Linked DNA regions of Mus musculus: region 2 is linked to region 1. Evidence: chromatin contacts called from public Hi-C data. All regions are on one chromosome and are shown on one strand. Each heading gives the region's core, a stretch centred on a gene start, on an enhancer-like site or on the middle of the called end of the contact. The rest is flanking DNA. Distances are from core to core; before and after follow the strand shown. Region 1 overlaps Mfhas1 (malignant fibrous histiocytoma amplified sequence 1). Region 2 overlaps Prag1 (PEAK1 related kinase activating pseudokinase 1).

Region 1 (2,603 bases), core at 55-2,554:
GGATAGTTCTTGAGTTCTGCCCTTCCATTCTGATTTATCCTCACTGATCTTAGTGTGACCGTTAAATTTAGTAGATATTCCTGTATCTCATTTAAGATGGGGAACGTAGGCATGATAGAGCTGATGTTGTGGGGGGGGGGGGCAGCACAAAGGAGAGGTGGGTGAGTGAGCCTTGGCCTTGCCCCTCCCCTGCCTCTGTCTTGTTCTCACTTTCCACCCTTGGGGCACCCACACTGTGTGTAGTTCTCTCTTTGGAACAGAGCCTCTCTCTCTCTTGCTTTCTTCTCTTATTCTTTGGTGCACATCAGACACCTGCTTTCTGGGGTTGGTTGGTTGTTGTTCCCCCCCCCCCCCCCCGCCGTTAGTCAAACCTGGTAATTTTTCAGTAAGAAGTACAAGGGAAGAAATGGAGAGATGATGCGCAAGGCATCTTCATGCCCCGGAGCACTGGGTGGGAAAGGCTGTCAGCCACTGTCCTGGGATTGTTTAGGGATGGGTTAAGGGGTTACCAAGCGTGGTGAGTGCCTCTCAAGCTTCACTGTGCCAGGAGGAAGAGGAGCTAAGGAGATAATTCAGTGCATAAGAGCGCTTGCTGCACACACGGGAGGACCTGAGTTCATGTCGTGTCAAAGACAATAATTAAAACCAGCCGGGTGTAGTTGCACAGGGTGTACCTGTGACCTCCAGCTTGTGGAGGGTGGAGCTTGATAGCTGCTAGCCTGGCTTCACAGTCCGTGAGAGACCTCATCACAGAGGAATGAGTCATGGAGAGATAGAGCAGGACACTAGGCATCCTCCTCTGACCTCTCCATGTACACACAGATGTCATGCATGCCTGTACCCTACTGTGTGTGTGTGTACTACCCATATATGCTACAAACACACACACACACACACATATACACATATATGCACAGACACACACAAGCACACATGCACACACACACACCCTGCATAAAATAACCCTCAAACTTTTACTGTGTTCACCTAGCTCCTTCAGATGGAGGTTCTGAAGGGTGTGTGTTGGTGTGTGTCAGTGTGTGTCGGTGTGTGTCGGTGTGTGCGTGCATGAGCGCACAGGGGTGGGATTCGGGGGAGGGGAAGCTCGGGACCACGGCTGCAGTTCCAGGACTGAGTTTCTGAGCAGCTTCAGGTGAAAGTATCTCAGCCTGCCATGCGAACATTTAGTAAGACTTACGTCTGCCTCCCAGTCACTTTGAAGCTATGATTCACTGCTCGCAGAGGAAGCGATAGCATCTAAAATTAGATTCTTCGATTGTAGCCACTCCAGAAGCAAGGGTGGGGTGCACTTCCCCTTTTGGGGCTCCCCTTGAAGACTGACACTGGGCAGTCCTGTAGCTCACGTCAGGTCACTGCAGGGGCAGAGCATCTTTGCACTCTGCCACACATTTTTTTGCTCTAGAGGCAAACCCTAGTTATTTTTAACCTCACATCTTGATGAGGCTGGGATGAGGTTAATTTTTAGTAGTGGTGCAGAACACACATCCGTCTTTTTTTTTTTAAAGAAATGCATAAAACCTCATATGGAGTTGTCAAAATAGGATGGCATATTTCATAAAAATATGAAGCAGGATAAGGAGTGGTTTATACCGGGTAAGTGTGGTGAGATTGTCTTTTGTTTTGTTCAGCACATAGGCAGTCCCGGGTGCAGTGGAATAAGTGAGGTTTCATTAGGGGCTGCGAAGTGAGACCTGCTTTCTCTGAGGTTTCTGCAACCCAGAGGAGTTCTCTAAGGCATTTAGGGTCTTGGCATTAGCATTTCTGAACAAACGTCTTCTGATCTATCTGAAAAGGTGCTGCCAGTTCACACGGGCTCCTAAAGTTCAGTGTGCTTGCTTCAGGGTTGTTTTGACCACAGAAGAAATATGATCACAGTTCATATTAAAGAAAGGTTACAAAAACAAACCCAACAACAACAACAACAACAACAACAACAAGCAAAGCCAACGAAACTGACACATGTGGTTTGGGCTGAGTTCTTTACTACATAAGAGAAAAAGCATCATTGTTCAGCGCCCACCCCTGAGCTGTTTTTCCCTCTTGTCTGTGTGGTGTGGGCTGGGGCTGGAGCCCAGATACACATGTTAAGCTTGCACTGTGTATCTGAGCTGCATTGCTAGCCTACTTCGGTGTTTCTAACGCATACACGTGAGGAGATGTTGCATATTTAGCTTGCTGGTCCTTATTAGGGAGGTTTGCTTTGTAATTGCCCAACATCCAATTGCTATCTAGTTATCCAGGGTTAAAGAAGACATTTAAAATGGCATGTACAACAGAGCTTCTTAATATCTGAGTTTGCATGTAAAATCACAGGTTCAGCTGTTTGTTTTTCAAATGAAGATGTGTATATCTATCTTGCCAGCCCAAGGTATCATAAATCTTAGTGTTGTAGTTTGTCAATATTATTCTCATTTCTTAATAGCATTTTCTCCGCAAGGGCTGGAGACATGATTCAGTGGTAGGCTGATGGTCTGGTGTGCTCAAGGCTCTAGGTTTGATTGCCAGGACTGAGAAGGCCAGCAACAAAACAGCTGCATTTGCCTGGATTTTAATGAATTAGTTAATGAATTAATGGGCAGGGC
Region 2 (2,603 bases), core at 71-2,570, 490 kb after region 1:
CGACTTCTACCCTCTGGTGTTTTCTAATGTGTTTGTAGATATTAGAGGAGAATATTTCAAAATGAGCATGCCAAAGAAAGCCTGTGATTTGTTCTTCTGTCCCGTGCAAGTGACAGAAATATGGCAAGCAAGATAAAGAATCCCTGTGGGCACTCGGTGTAGGAGTCTGCATTCAGCTGTCGCAATGATAACATTGTTCTAGAAAGAGTCTGAGCCAGAATTGCAAGACGTTCTAACGTAACGACGTGGCTTGTGTTCTCCCTAAAATAGCTTGAGAAATATTTTCCTACCATTTGCAGGTTTGTCGAAGCACAGGGGTTATGCCGATCCCATTCATGGTTGCATCCTCCAGCAACACCCAGCACAGAGCAGGCAACGTGTGTGTGTGTGTGTGTGTGTGTGTGTGTGTGTTGTCAGGGATCTTAGAAATGCTACTGCAGATAGACAGCAAGGAGAATGTGTTGCAATTAACTCGGACATCTGAAAGAAACTCCAAAAGGGGTGTTTCTATCTACCAAGCAAATCTGAATGACTTAATTAATTTTCAGAGAGGGGGGGGCCTTAGTACTAGAAAGTAAGTAGAGAAACGTAATGTATTTTTAGAGCCGGCCAAAAAAGACAATTGGTGATTAAAGGCGCGGGTCAGAGGCAGAGCCGTCCCTGCTTTCCTGTGCTCCCTCAGGAAGTGCATTTTATAGAAAAGTCAGAGAGGAACTAAGGGAAGCGGAGCTGGGAGCTGGGGACTCACAGCAGTAGAAGAACGCACTCTGGACCACAGCTGGAGCTCCATGCTACCTGAAGTCACTGGCTGGCTTGAAGTCACTGGCCGGCCTGTCCCGGGGCTTGCCAGGCCACCCTGATGAGGATCACATCTCCGGCTGGGGGTTAGCATGGTAAGAGCTGTGTGTTCACTGGTCATTGAGGCATTAGCCGATGGCTCGAATCTGAAGCCAATGCTGAGTGGTTTTGAAAGGTGCGCAGAAATGTTTAAGAGGCTTCTACTTCTGGGACAGGAATGTTAGTCTTTTATAAGTTCTCTCATTAGGTCTTTGACATGTTATCACTAAACTTAAAGGGAGATGTGATCTATTCTAGCCATTTGGTGGTGTGTTTGTCAAAATTAAAGGAGTTTGCTTCAAACGCCAATACAGGGCTTATTTGTCTTTTCAAATGTGTAGCTACGGAGGCAGGAAGCTCTTGGCTAAGTGTGTAGGAAGTAAACTAAATCCAGCTGGGAGAATGAGTTCGCTTCCTCAGTCACACTGTGTACTGTGCTGTCACCAGGGGCGGCAATATGAAGCTGAAGATACGGCCTCATGCCACACACTGGCACATGGCCTCCGTGAAGGATTGCAGCCATTCTGAAAGCTCTCATTCCGGAGACTCTGAGGGTATTTTTAGATGAGGCCTGTCCCCATGAATGAGGAAGTCTGGCAGATGGCTCTTCCGGCTGATTTTTTTTTTAAGCTTTCTCCCAGCGTAGTGTAGAGATCACTCTTACAAAACTTCGCTCTCTCGGGACAATGGAGGGAAAAGCCATTCTGAAAGCACCCGGTAGCAGCTGCAGAGTGAGATGTGGTTGGGTGCCGTGCCACCGAGTTCTGCGTTTCTACACAGATCTGCCGTGACCTTGCACACAATGGACAGAGGGAGTTGGGAAAGGAAGTCTGAGCAAGAATAGGTCGTGTGTCACAGCACGGAGCAGACATCATGGGGCTTATTTCCCCCACCGAAGAGGAAAGACTAGTGTATGTGGGTTTTGTCCATTGAAGTTACTTCCTTAAGTCATGGGACGACAGATTTCATTTGATAGAGGGTTTGCACCAGCTTGGGGAATCAAAATCAAAACAAATCAAATTATCGTTATTAGTGGAGCCTTGTTATACATGGTTAACCCACGCCTGTTGGCGCTTGGCCTTACATCTGACAGAACACTCTGCTGAGGCTCACAAGCTACCTTTGGGATTTTAAGCTTTTTATTTTTTTTCTCAGAGAGTCTTAAGAAGTCTGTTGCACACACAGACCGAAGAATCAAAACCGTCTTGATTGTAAGACTGGGCTTTGATGGCAAGCTTGCCTTTCATTTTAAAATGTGATGTGGTTTGGCTCATCCCCTGATTAAAGTGGCAATCTTCAAAGAGGTCAGGTGGCCCAGGTTCCCAGGGTGCCAGCTGTTGATGCTCTTCTGGGAGCACCATCGCTTCTGGGAGTTGGATGCTCTTTTTTTGGTTTTGTTTGTTTGTTTGTTTGTTTGTTTGTTTGTTTTGATTGGATATTTCATTTATTTACATTTCAAATGCTATCCCTTTTCCCAGTTTCCCCTCTGCAAACCTCCTATCCCATTCCCCCCTTACCCTGCTCCTATGAGATGCTCCCTCATCCACCTACCCACTCCGTCCTCACCGCCCTAGCGTTCCTCTACACTGGGGGATCAAGCCCTTACAGAATCAAGGGCCTCCCCTCCCATTGATGCCAGAAAAGGCCCCTTCAGCTCCTTTAGTCCTTCCCCTCACTCCTCCCTTAGGGTTCCTGTGCTCAGTCCAATGGATGATTGTGAGCATCCACATCTGTATTGGTCAGGATCTGGCAGAGCCTCTCAGGAG

What was found. Hi-C and Micro-C count contacts between places; a contact is called where the count stands out from the background.
Region 2: a contact with region 1 is called in a Hi-C map of CD4 T cells, with 2.9 times the contacts expected there. The contact joins two enhancer-like sites. A contact is called at or near these places in 1 of 484 Hi-C or Micro-C datasets (CD4 T cells) and 2 of 115 datasets of contacts at active chromatin or transcription factors (bone marrow-derived macrophages and memory CD8 T cells).

The regions. Positions count from the first base shown.
Region 1 is chr8:35,632,822-35,635,424 of GRCm38.p6, forward strand. The region is part of intron 1 of Mfhas1 (malignant fibrous histiocytoma amplified sequence 1); the gene reads left to right. Among named protein-coding and RNA genes, the nearest start is that of Gm16793, 45 kb to the left of the region's middle. Within about 2 kb of position 1,305, at least 129 of the 459 cell types and tissues checked have an H3K27ac peak or open chromatin away from gene starts, as enhancers often do. A contact at or near this core is called in bone marrow-derived macrophages, where this site is marked.
Region 2 is chr8:36,121,226-36,123,828 of GRCm38.p6, forward strand. All of the region lies in intron 3 of Prag1 (PEAK1 related kinase activating pseudokinase 1), which reads left to right. Among named protein-coding and RNA genes, the nearest start is that of Prag1, 28 kb to the left of the region's middle. Within about 2 kb of position 1,321, at least 186 of the 459 cell types and tissues checked have an H3K27ac peak or open chromatin away from gene starts, as enhancers often do. A contact at or near this core is called in bone marrow-derived macrophages, where this site is marked.